Linked DNA regions of Zea mays: regions 1 and 3 are each linked to region 2. Evidence: chromatin contacts called from public Hi-C data. All regions are on one chromosome and are shown on one strand. Each heading gives the region's core, a stretch centred on a gene start, on an enhancer-like site or on the middle of the called end of the contact. The rest is flanking DNA. Distances are from core to core; before and after follow the strand shown.

What was found. Hi-C and Micro-C count contacts between places; a contact is called where the count stands out from the background.
Region 1: a contact with region 2 is called in a Hi-C map of endosperm, with 2.1 times the contacts expected there. The contact joins the promoter of LOC100217069 here to the promoter of tga1 in region 2. A contact is called at or near these places in 7 of 25 Hi-C or Micro-C datasets (bundle sheath, ear, endosperm and 4 more).
Region 3: a contact with region 2 is called in a Hi-C map of ear, with 1.8 times the contacts expected there. The contact joins the promoter of LOC103655263 here to the promoter of tga1 in region 2. A contact is called at or near these places in 4 of 25 Hi-C or Micro-C datasets (ear, leaf and tassel).

The regions. Positions count from the first base shown.
Region 1 is chr4:47,109,201-47,113,412 of Zm-B73-REFERENCE-NAM-5.0, reverse strand. LOC100217069 reads right to left here and starts at 2,117. Exons shown (of 4, transcript NM_001143439.1): 1 at 1,974-2,117; 2 at 710-791. The coding sequence starts at 2,045.
Region 2 is chr4:46,645,505-46,649,783 of Zm-B73-REFERENCE-NAM-5.0, reverse strand. tga1 (teosinte glume architecture1) reads right to left here and starts at 1,669. Exons shown (of 3, transcript NM_001362259.1): 1 at 976-1,669. The coding sequence starts at 1,427.
Region 3 is chr4:46,294,583-46,299,206 of Zm-B73-REFERENCE-NAM-5.0, reverse strand. LOC103655263 reads left to right here and starts at 3,235. Exons shown (of 21, transcript XM_020552533.3): 1 at 3,235-4,452. The coding sequence starts at 4,093.

The DNA of each region.
Region 1 (4,212 bases), core at 868-3,367, 460 kb before region 2:
GAAAATGTGACCAATACTTGTCAGAGCACAGGTATTGTAATTGTTCCACATATCAGAGAACCAGACAGTCAGTCAGGGGGGAACAACAACTCATGGTATAACATTTGTTTGCCCCACAGGCTTCTTGGTCACCAAATGAGATTACCTAATTAAACCATACAGTTTACTTGTCTATAAACGGTATTTGACTATGAACCTGATATATAAAACCCTGTACTTATGCAGTATAGAGCAAACATGTAAAACAATAACAACAAAAGCATCAACTCCCTACAAGTGTTCAAGGCAAGCTATACATGGTAAATTGGTAAGCTCTAAAGCATAACCTCAAAACTTTACATAATATACTCCAGGCCTTCATGATAAAGTTAACACTCTAAATTACATCCACATATCACTTTAGTGTGCCAAAAACAAAACTATGCATGCCCCTTGCTCCAACATGTACAGCATTAACAATTATACATCCAGACAAATGGACATACAGTAGCATCACTGAGGTGCCAAATCATTTCACAGATGTGAAATGAGGCAGAGGGCTGAAGAGTGACACTTAAAACATAAAAAACTATTATACAAAAATATAAGCATTACAAGCGTCAAGATATTATAAGACATTTATCTCATCGCTATTGACTTCCACAGAATTATGTTCTTATCACCAACCGGAATAATACTAAACAGAAAGTACAAGATCATAATAACTTACCATCCAGTTCATCATCATCCTTGTCATCATCATCGTCATCCTCATCATCCTCGTCATCCTCCTCCACCACAACCTCTTCTGCCTGTTCATGGCATTCAACAGATAAGTATGCCAGCATCAAGATAAGAATAGTTGGACGCCATTATCAAGAGAACAAACAGAAAAACAGCAAACATGATTAGAAAGATAATGGCATGTTGTGTAAAATGAATAACAAACCACACAGCCCGCATAACAACTACTAGCAGCACCATCAATTTTCCACCAGACTTAATAACAATAATAATACAAAAAGATTAAAGTTTACATGATTCAACTAGATCCATCAACGAAATCGAGAAACTTCAGGTTCATGGATCTGCAGCTAGCTAGAAAACATTAAGTTCTATTGGATCATAGTATCCGGCGTACGTGTCAGGTTTTATTTGTGTATAAATGAATGACCCAGTTTATGAGAAAAACTGGGCCCAACAAAAACCTCAGGATGGCAAGGTTAATAATGGAAAACCAGGAAATACACACAGTGTCTGAAAAATAATCATTTCCGAGCCCACCACAAGTAATCATTTCCGAGCTCGTCGACATGGCCAAGCAGCTCCAACTTCCTACACCAGACGTTGGCCTAAACCACAAAGGCACTACACACACCTACATGAAAAATAATACTACAACATAGAAGAAGCCACTAAGAATCATCGTCGCCGCGCAGCACGCCAATGTCCGCAACGTGCAGCCGACGCAGCAGCAAGGTCCTCCAAGTAGTGCGTCACCGCGCGCGCAACGGCACAAGTGCTACGAAGCTTGCATGCCTTCGACCTGCCGCGTCGTCTATGCCGCATACTGCCGACAGAGGCCGCGGTGATCCGTCCACCCCCCCCCCCCCCCCCCCCCCCCCCCCCGCGTGAACCCGCGCTAAACCAACCTCCCAACCTAAAGGGACACCCGATCCAACTGTGCTGGCACCGGATCTGGCCGTCGCCGGCACCCTGAGTCTGGGAAAGCACGGTCGCGGTCCGTCTCCGTAGAGGTGACCACCATGGATGGTGGACCTCGGGGGAGAAAACCCAGGTGAAGAAAAGCACCCGCCGCCGCCGTCCTTAAGGCCGCGCGGACTTCCGGAGGCGGCGAGGCTGAGAGGGATGGAGGGAGTGTAGTGGCGCCAGAACTTGTTCCACCCGATCCGTCGCTGGGGGCGACGCTGGTTTCGATCCGAATTATGTTCGTGAAAGAGATTTGTACAGTACTTCTCTGTGAGAAACCTCACCTCGGTCTTCTGCTCCTCGAGCTTCTGCTGCTCGATCTGGGCGGCGAGCTCCTCCGCAGCCTGCGCCGTCATCTTGGTATATCGGTGGGGTGGAAGGGGCAGAGCGGCGGCGGCGTGGCAAAAACCCTAGAGCAAACAAGCACGAAGGGAATGGACCGCTTTGTGCTATTACAGTAGTCAGTATATATCGCAGTCGGTTGGTTGCCGGTGCTCACTCACTAGCCTAGAGCATTTTCAAAACTGTTCAAATCACTCTCAATCACCATTCTAGAAAATCATAGGACAATACATAATAAAATATTATATCACACGATTATATAAAAATGATGTTTATATGGAATATATGGCCATTGATACTAATGCTATTTTTTGTCATAATTATTTGTGTATTTTTTTTACTTATTAATTTTAGTAGTGGGTGTTGGGATTGAAAACTGTGGGCCCAAGCACTCGTAAGCAGGAATGATAGGTGGCATGATAAGACCGGGAGCTCAAATTCCTGTCAAGCATGTCCCGTCTAGCTATAGGACGTGGGTACTTATAGTGCAACCAAGGACCAGCGTCACAAAATATGTTCGTGCCCTCTGTTGCTTACTATATTTCCTAAATATGTTGTACAGCAAGGTAATTATAGGACGATAACCCGTTATTCTAATTACACTCGGCTTCTTACCCTCACTACAGGTTGATAGGTGGATTCGACGTTGCTTGGTTAGGAGCGGGCTCTCCTCTTAGTCGGGTCGTGGATTTTGTCTTCATGGACGCCATTTCTGCAACAGAGGCATCGAAAACATGTGGCCCTTCGCCGGGAGCCAACGTGAGGCCTTCGCCTGCAAGCGTAGACCTTAGAGATAATTGGTAATCGAAAACAGACGTAGAGATAATTGATAACTTAACATTTTGAGGACCTTCGGCAAAGAATGCCCCCAAAAACGTTCCCTTGCATTAATCTGTCCTCTGCCATATTGTCAACCTTGATCACATCCCAAGCGACCTTATAAAATCCGCCCATAGAACCATCAGGACCCAACACTTTATCAGAAGGCATGGCCTTGATGGTGGATCATACTTCTTCCTTAATAATGGGCTACTCCAAGTTAGCAAGATTAATGGTTGTCCTATTAAAAGGGAAATAGGGTTAACATTTTCCTACAATTAATTCTGGTGGTTGAATGTCCAACACAAACACATGGACTAACTAGTCTGCTCTAGAACTCGTGTATTACAGGTGCATAAGGTTCAATACAAACCAATAAAAGATTCAAGTTAGAGACTAAAATGAACCGGAGCAAAGACTTGAGTGTGTGTCCGGTGCACCATGTACGTACGAAGATGAACCAATCACTCTCGGGAAAACTGAGCCGCGCTCCGCTATAATTCATCGGACTGTCCGGTGTGCCAGTAGAGCAACGGCTACTCACTCCAACGGTCGACTGCAAAAGCCGCTGACAGAGGAACAATGAAGAACAGTGCGCGCAGAGTCAGAGCCGCAGAGTCAGAGGCGCACCGGACAGTGTCCGGTACCGTGGCGGCGCACCGGACAGTCTACAGTGCTTGTCCAGTGGCGCACCGCACTGTCCGGTGCGCCCATCGCCAGCAGCCTCTCCAACGGCTACTTTGGTGGTTGAGGGCTATAAATACCCCCCAACCACCACAACTCCAAGCATCCAAGATTTCTGAGTATCACATTCATTACAAGAGCTCTAGCATTCACTCCTAGATACAATTCAAAAGATGAAAGCCTCTCTGTCACACCCGGTTTTTAGAAGGTAAACCGAATGCGAACCATGTACGTGCCAGGATCAGTTATTCACGTACACAGCAGTTACATAATATGGACATCATCACACAGTGCTCAAAATAGTATTAAAAGGGAATAATAGTTGATTACATCATACGTCTGAGACGTCCATATAGTTCTTACAATAAATCAAAGTGCGAAAACGAAACGTAGATAACACGGCCTTCACAGGCAGCCGACTGGGGGTTGCCGCTAACCCACACCTAGAACTCGTCGTAGTCTTGGAACTCCTGGAAGTCTCCTTCCACAGCTTCATCTTCTCCTGAGCAGTGGTTGCAATGCTGACAACCTGGGGGGGTTTGGTGTGTAGAGCAAGGGTGAGTACACATCAACATACTCAGCAAGTATCCTGTTTGGCTGTAGTGGACTAGCTTTATGTGGGGATCAGTCAAGCAGTTGCTTTTAGTTGGTCAGGTTATTACTTACTAGTAGAAAGCC
Region 2 (4,279 bases), core at 420-2,919:
AAGCTGCATAGGGTTGTTCAGAAATGTTGCGCTAAAGCATCCTATACGGCCCAGGTGGCGCTAAAGCACCCTATAATTAGCACAAAAAAATCCCATTTTGCGAGACAATTTTATAAGAAAAATGCCTTTATGTGTGTACAGGGCTACTGTAGGCTACACTACTGCATCTAGAATTCTAGATCCACGATGCAATTTTCCTAAACCTCTTTCAGTTGGTGTACTCCTCCGAACATTCTGCAGAGATACTATAGCAGTACGCCGCCTTTACCTTTTCATACTACTACAGAATACATTCTGCAGAGATACTGTAGCAGTACAGCTCACAACGCGGCACCTAAACATCAAATGATTGATGGTAGCCAAAGCTGGGAGTACACCCCTGTCTCGCTCAACGCGGCACGCCAAACCGTGGCGGCGCTTCATCTGCGGCGGTGGCGAACTGTCGCCGGGAAGCAAGCAGCGCCGACTAGAGGAGGAGCCAATGGCAGAGTACCGGGGGGGGGGGGGGGGGGGGGCATCCCGTCCCGTCGCCGCCAAAGGGCGTGAAAGCAAGAAACCGCTCGGAAAAGCAAGCGCAGGAGCTCACGTGTCCGTGGCAGCGGGCTGAATCTTGAGCAGACGATTGGGGAGCAGCAGATGTTAATTCGCATCAGGGCGTCAGAGAAAGTGAAGGAAACGAACGCTAGGCCTGCCTGAGAGCAGTGTGCAGCAGCAGCAGCGAGCGCAGGAGGAGGCCGGGAGAAAGGAAAAAGGCGTGCCAATAATTCAGGTACCGTAGCTACAGGAGGAAACGAACGAACGAGATGAAGGTTTTTCATCTCTTTGGTTTTCAGGAAAAAGAGAGAGAGAAAAAAGATAACGAAAAAAAAAAAGGCAAGCCGGAAAAGGTAAAGTTGTGCATCCTTGAAACGAGACAGGGACGAGCTACACTACACTACACCAGCCCCCCATGGGAAAAGAAGGCGGGGATACTACCTGCTGCACTGCTGGCAGAAGCGCATCTCGCGGCCGGCGACGACGACGACGGGGGTCTTGGAGTGCGCCTCGCACACCTTGTGCCGCCGGTGGTAGTCGCGGCACTTGCCCAGGTCCGCCCTGCACCCGTCCACCGCGCACGACGGGCACTGCTGCTGCTGCTGCTGCCCGCCGGGCCCGGCGGGGCGCGGCCGCTTCGCCGCCCCCGCCGCGGCCTCCCTCTCCCTGCGGGCCGCGCCGGGCTCGCACTCGCCCATCCCGCCCAGCTTCAGGTCCACGGAGCACTCGGCGGGTGCCCCTGCTGCCCCGGGCGCCGGCGGGCGGCTCTCCGTCCCCGTGCCCGCCGCGGCAGCATTGGCGGCGTGGCCCCCCGACGACGGCGCCGCGGCCGCGTGGTCCCGCTCCAGCTCCGCGAGGTCCCACGCGCCCGCCGCGTTGAGATCCCAATCCATGCCCGACGTACGCCGCGCGCGCCGACGTTGCAACCGCTAGTCCTAGCCCTTGCACGCGCGCGCCCGCTGCAGCTTCCGCTCCTTCCCTCTCATTCCGCGGGCGTTTATCTATCGACAGACACTACAGGCGACGAGGAGGTGGCACAGCAACAGTGAAGTGAGAGCTGCAGCTGCGGCGGCGGCTGGATCGATGGACACGAGAGGTGTGAGGTGCGATGCAGCTGCTGCCTGCTGCTTCGGAGGAGGAGGAATGGAAGGTGCGGGCGGTGTATAGATAGATAGCAAGGCAGCAGCAGCCAACAAAGATTTGCAGCAACAGAAACGATGCCCGAGTGGCCCGGAACTGGGGGTGGAGTGGAGTGGGAGCAGTCAGTACTTTGCAGACACAGACAGCTGCGACTGTAGCAATGGTGGGAGGGAGGGAGAGAGGAGCGTGTGCATGAAAAGAGAGAGAGAGAGCAGCGGCGATATTACTTGGCGCCATGGTGGGGCCGCAACCAACCTTTCCGTCCCTGAAGGAGGAACAGTGGGCAGGGCCCCACCGCCATGTGTCACACTGCAGCCATGCATGCAATGGGGCTATGTTGTGCTGTGCACCTGTTGCCTGTGCTACAATTATTGGGGCTAAGGTGTCTCTACAGTTTTTTTATTTTTTTCAGAGCAGTCACTCTATGTACAGACTAATGTATATTTTGATTTATCTTTTTTTTAAAAAAAAATGACTCAAATTCGTATAAGAGTAACTCCAAAAGCACTTAAAACAACCCGAAAAACAGATTTAGAGTTGATTTGGTGACCCTGGATCCCGAGATAATGGAGAGGGAAATTAGTTCATTTTCCCCTCAATTCTCTTCAATCCTTCCGGGATCCCCTTGTCACCAAATCAGCCCGACGGATCCATCATTGTTGGAAAAATACGGTAACCCGCTTTCAACCTATCCCCCCCCCCCACCCCCACATATTTGAGCGACGTAGTGTCTCCCCAATCGTTTGCGGAATGGGGCAGATGGATCTAGTTTTTTTAAAAAAAATATAGGCTCGGTTTACGGTCTTTTAGCCTTTGTTTTGAATAAAACTGTTGAAGTATGCACCATATTTGCCTCCAAAAAAATGTAACCTGTCCCTAATAATTATTTTTTTGACGGGGGTGTTTTTGCATCCTTTTGGATTTGCTATAAAAGTCTTTAATTAATTGATATTGGGTCTATCTCAGGCTTCTCAGCTCTCCTACTGTTACTTTTGTCTTCTAATATTTGGGATGGATGTTCGAGTTCCACTCGTATGATGAAACATAGAAAAAAAGAAATCATAAGAACCGGTTCATTTTCATAAAAAAAAGCACCTGTGAAGTGAAAATCCCTGCGTTCCAAAAGGGCCCTGACAGCCTTTGATATTAGGTCTATCTGCAACTCCCTGCCGTTACTTTTGTCTTTTAACATTATTATTGCAACATACAAAAGAATCAGTTCAAAAAAAGAAAGCAAAGGAAATAATAATAATAATAATAATAATAATATTATTATTATTATTATTATTATTATTATTAAAACAGATCCAAGCAAGTGGCGTCTGATCAGGACGTGTTTATCAACAACAGTAGCAATTAGTAGCAACCCCGCTAGCTTTTGTTCCTGAACCACACGTTATTTATTTTTTTCTCCAAAAACAAAAGACAGCTCGGGCTTTTGTGGAGTATACATATACATCTATCGTCGTCGAACTGCGCTTTTGCAACGCATTTGTTTATACCTTCGTTCTCCGTACAGCACAGACCAACACGTCTAGTGTGTCACTAGTAGTGGTAACATAGCTATATTTATATCTACGTACGTACAGATAATTTTAAAGAAAAAAGTGAGAGAGAGAGAGAGAGAGAGAGAGAGGCTACAGCTGCTGAGGAGTTCATCTGAGTAGTTTTCGTGCCAATAATATAATATAAGCGATTTTTGTAAGGAAAAAAAATGGAAGAGAAAAAGACGCGATGGCACACGATTGGTACGTTTTGGGTGGGACTGTCCCTGTGGGAGCTATAGCTCAGCTGGGGAACAGGAAATAGGAAAATGACCCTTGAGTGACGTGGCGCTTGTCGCCTTGCTCTTTCTAGCTCGCTCGCTCGATCGCGTCCCAGTCCCAGTACTGATCGAGAAAGTTTGCGGTGTGGTAGTGCGGCGGTGGTACTGCACTCTGGTGCGTAGCCGTAGCGTCATGGGAATTGGCCAACCTTGTATAGGCGCGTGGCGATGTGGAGCCGCGCGCTGCATGCTATGCGGCTTTGCGTTGCGTTGCGTTGCGTTGCGTCGTCGTTGTGTTGGTGTGTACGTACGACGCGCGCCATGCATGCAGCTCATCATCATGACCACTCCACCATGTATATGTGTGTCATCATCAGGTGGGCCGCCGGCCGGCGTGACGACTTCTTTACGGCCTGACGGTCACAGGCATGGGGTCCAGTAGTGGCCAGTGGGGCCGGTCCGGGCGGGGCTACGACTGACGAGGAGGACGTACAGGCCAGTGGGCCTGGGATCGATCATCGATGGGGTCTCCGGCCGGCCGTATCACGCATGCACGTACGTACGTCCAAGCGGGCAGAAAGGCCGTACGACCCGAGTGCATGCGGCCGTGCGTGACGTCACTGGCGAAGAGTCAACGTGTTACGCGCGCCAATCTACACGAGAGGGACGATCGAGGCAGGAAGAAGGAGTGCTCAAGCTTGGGATTTGCGAGTGCCTGTGTGTGTCTTCGAGACAACAAACGAGATGTATACTCCTACCGCTGCAGGGCGTCGAACAACCAACCATGAACATCGAACTTAAACTCATCGTCCCGGCCGGCCGGCCGACGCAATCAATGCA
Region 3 (4,624 bases), core at 1,986-4,485, 350 kb after region 2:
GTCTATTCCCAATGTTGGTGTATACTTGCCTGAACCAGTGTTCTCTCATGACCAACTATATGTTGCTCTATCTAGAGCGACAACCTGATCGAACATAAAGATTCTTGTCATCCCAGCCATCGATGGGAGGAAAAAGTCGAGGAAGGGTGTAAAAAAGAACCCCACCGTAGATTATGGTACATATACCAAGAACATCGTCTATAAGGAGGTCCTAACAAACTAGACATGTGGTAAGTCTGTTAAACTCAATTGTTTGTTTCAACCAAAAGGTATCGAAACAAGACTAACTTGTGGAATTGTGTGTCTTCTATGGAACATAAATATCTCGATAGTTTCGATGGCAACATGAGTTCTGGTATGCTTCAAAGTTTTATTGAATAATATGTGTTTTGTTTTTATGTAATCTTTGTGCTCTAATATACTGCTCTGATTGATATGTTGGCCTGCTAAAGCTATCATTTTCAGTTTGCTTGCATGGAACTTATTATTTTTATTGGTTCTGTTTTATTTCTACCATAGGTTGAACACATCATAAGGGAAGAGAAGTTCATGCAAGCATATAACTTGATTGAAGTATACTTTGAACTTATAGTAGCACATCTGTCCATTATTGACTCACGGAAATAAGGCAACCTTTTCTTTCTATTATGCAAACCTACATTTGTTGTTATGTGATTTTAGTTGTATATTATTGTTTCTTGATAGTTCTTATTTACATCAGTTAGATGTTTTGTAGGTTATGTTGGGATTCTTTCAAAAGTGAAATCTATTTTCCTCTATTGCTGCCACTATTGAAATTTTTGCATAATCTACAGCTCATGCCAATTTCAGAATACTCTAGATTTAGGATTATTCCAAACAGCAAAGATGTCACTGTAATCTTTGAGATACTATGGTATTGGACTTCAGAATGGAAACTATACAATAACACTTCACTTTTTAGAGTTTGACTTTGAAAATTCACAGAGTTGGAAGAGTGTTGGGAGAAGGGTCTTTGGTATATATCTAGGTGTACATGAGATACCATGATCACAAGTTGCAATGTACTATGAATGATCTAAGGAATTTTGTTTATAAAGATATCTTTTGTCAAAAACTATAATTGGTTTGGTTCAACTGATTAATGATTGGATGGTATCAAGGCCATACATTGATTCTAACTGGACTTTGCACCTATCATACATCTGTGGATTTTGCAGACACCATAAATGTGTGATGGGCGCAATTGATTGGTCCTGCTATAAAATTTAGTGATAGTTTTTTTGTGCATCCCAGTTATTTAGGTTTGAGACCGTATCTGCATAATGTCATGATACGTGGACACGGATGAAATTATAATGCTCTCACCAGTTGTGCTTGTTCCTGTATCTTTCTTAAGCCGCCACTTGTCATACTTGTTCCGAGGAGCTTGATTACCAATGTTTTCTTAATAAAATGTCATTTTCGATCACAAATTTGTGCACAAGGCCATTCTAACAGGAAATGCCAGCATATATATATTACAGGGCTAACACTGAACTTAGAGATGGATCTAGATGTTTATTTGAATGCTATTTTTGGTCTTTTTTCTTCAATTATGGATACATTAGGTGTGTGCCCGTGCGTTGCAACGGGAGTACGCTGGGATGAGCATCGACACATATCTGATTGAATTTTATATTTCCTTGAGGGTCTGGAGAAAGTTTGTTTGGAAGCCAAACATGTTAGGATTCTGAGCATGTGTTACCCTTGTGCCCCATCAGCACACTGTTCCACGCTTGTATGAGTCTTGTTAATTTGCATGCCTCGTGCATAGTTTTTCACTGCATCGTGCTACTACCGAAGTGGTAGAGATCAAATTTTCAAAGTTGTTTGTGTTGTTCGTCGAGTGAACAAACCGTTGTTCTTGTTGTGACCTCTGTTGCCTGTGCCTGTTCGACTGTTCCTCTGAACGCTTCCCATTTTACCGCCGACGTCTCCTTCCATGTTGTAGTTTAGAGTGATCTCTGTTTAGTTGCCTTCAGCACAAAACATCATATCATTTTATTGTTTTTAGATTGTTGAGTTATTGCATATATTCCATTTAAATAAGGTTTAACTATGTGATATATAGATACGGTACCAACATATGGGCACATAACTATTGATGAATAGGACATCAACGAGAGAGATCAAAGTCGACTTAGCAGAGGAGGCAAAGGAGTACCTTCGAATAACCCTCGTTGTTGTTTTTTTGTCTCCTTTCTGTCCTGCCACGACCATGTATTTATAATAATATTATATATTTATATCGTCAATATAATATTAGTGTTACAGTGATATTTTATCACATGGATTTTGCATATTATAGTGATGCTTGTCGTTTCGTTTATATGTTTCATACTATTTTTTACTTCCGTGGCAACACACGGACACATATCTAGTGAACATATAAAACTAAAAAAGACAGAGCAACACAATATCCCACTCCCTCGCAAGTACAAACAGACCAATTTCCCATAGGAAAAGCAATTTAGAATATTCCCAAGTAGTTGAACTTGGTCATGTCAGCCTTGGAAACAACAACTGTCTTGTAAATGAGGTCACGATCACAAAGCAACAACATCATCGGCTCATCCTATATAATCCCGAAAGCTAAACATCTATCGTATTGTGGCATCTTTGTTCAGTTAGGTGGCGAATAGGTGCCCCGTGCCTACATGGGAAGGGTCAGACATGGCAATATTTTGATCGGGCCAGACAAGGCACGCCAACCTCGCCGTGGCAGACTACGAGCTGCTAGCTCGGCTTGTCGGAGGCACAGCAGGCAATACAGTGGCGTGCTGCTCACCAACCCAACACCTATCTAACATACGTATCTATGTCGAGAACTCCAGATTCATATACGTATCTTACATGTCCAGAACTCCTGATTCACCCAAGTGAGCTTAACGTACTGTGACATGTATAGGCAGTGCTGTTGGACAACTTAACTTTAACGTCAGAACAACGCAAAATTCAGTTCAACCAGACACCAAATTCCAAATTTCTAGGGGCGGATCCCAGTCGCAGAGTGCACCCAGAAAATTGCCTGGGAATCTCGGGCATGAAACCATGCGCATAGACAGATCAAACAATTGGGGAGTAAAAGGTGTTGGAACACTGACCTGGCGCTCGGCACGGGGCGAGGCACGTCGGGCTCGAGGTCAACGGGGAGGCCGAGGAAGCCAACGAAGCGGTCGAAGCCTCAAAGGTGACGTGCGAGACGTGCCGCACATCCGTTGGCCCCCCTATCTGCATACCACCCGGGGGAGTCGCCCCGTCCTCCTCCTGCTCCGGCTCGCGCACGCCGGCGCTGCTGCTGCACAGCATGAGCGACCTCCGAAGCGCCCCATCACCATCTCGACCACAGACACCCCTCCCCTGGCCTCCGTTGCCGACAACATCAGCGGAGACGAAACCGTCACCTCATCCATCTCCTCCGCCCTCCACCCCCTCGAACTCCTCCTCCTCGTCTTCCTCTTCCTCCTCTTCCTCCTCCTCATAGGAGTCAGTGTCGTAGTGGGATAAGGGATTTGGTGGCCGAAGCGGATCTCAGACGATAGCGCCATGGGATTCTAACCCCGCAACAGGCAAAAGAGTGGAGGGGAGGTGGGAGAGAAGTGGGCGGCGACAAAAGCTTGGCTGGACGTTGTGTCCGGTTAGTGGATAGTGCCATAGCGGCGGGCGGGTGGCCGGATCGCGACGGTCGCCGCGTTCGCGGCGTGGTTTGCGGCTGGATTGCGGGCGAGCGGGCGTAGGAGTCGGGGTCAGTCTACGACGGTCCGCGGCTGGATTGCGGGTTTGCAGGCGGACGTAAGGAGGCGGGAACAATTTACATTAGACTCTTAATAGTTAGTAGAAATAAGGTACTGTAGCAACGCACAAGTATCTAACTATCATAGTAATATTTGTTATTCTATATCTAAGTTTTATATTAATTTTTAACTTTGGTGACAACACATATTCGCTGCTGGTATGGTCGAGCCCCCGCAGCACAAATCCTCAAGCACCCCAAAACGGCAAAACCCATCAGGTCCCCGCCACACCTCGATACTCTAACTTCGGCCGCCGCCGCCGCCGCCGCCGCCGCGAATGCCGGAGCCCCAGGCCATCCTCCCGCTGCGCGCTCTCCCGCCGGACGCGCCGCTGCCCTTCCCCGTCCCCGCGCCGTTCCACCCCCAAGCCCCCGGCCCCGGTGGGACCGCCCCGGCCACGCCCCCGAACCCGACCCCTCCGCAACCGTTAACCCCCGCCGCGCCGCCTTCCTCCTCTTCGACGCGGCCGCCGCACCCATGGGAGATCTCCGCGCGAGCATGGCTAGAGTCCTTCCCCGACGGACGGCCGCCCACCGAGCCCGAGGTCGACGCCTACATCGACGTGCACCGCCCCGAGCTCCCTTCCCTCCCCCGCTCCCAGCTACACCAGCGCCTCCTCGCCCTCCGCGGCGACCAGGTAACCCAAGTACACCTTGCTTGTTTACGAATTATCACGTGACTCCTCCGGTTGTCGAATTGGTGAAATTAATCGACTTGCGTTCTTTATCTGTTTTTTTCTTCATCAAATGTGGTAATTTGGGATGTGGTTTATTCCTGAATCAATCCAATGGCTACTGATGTGGGATTGC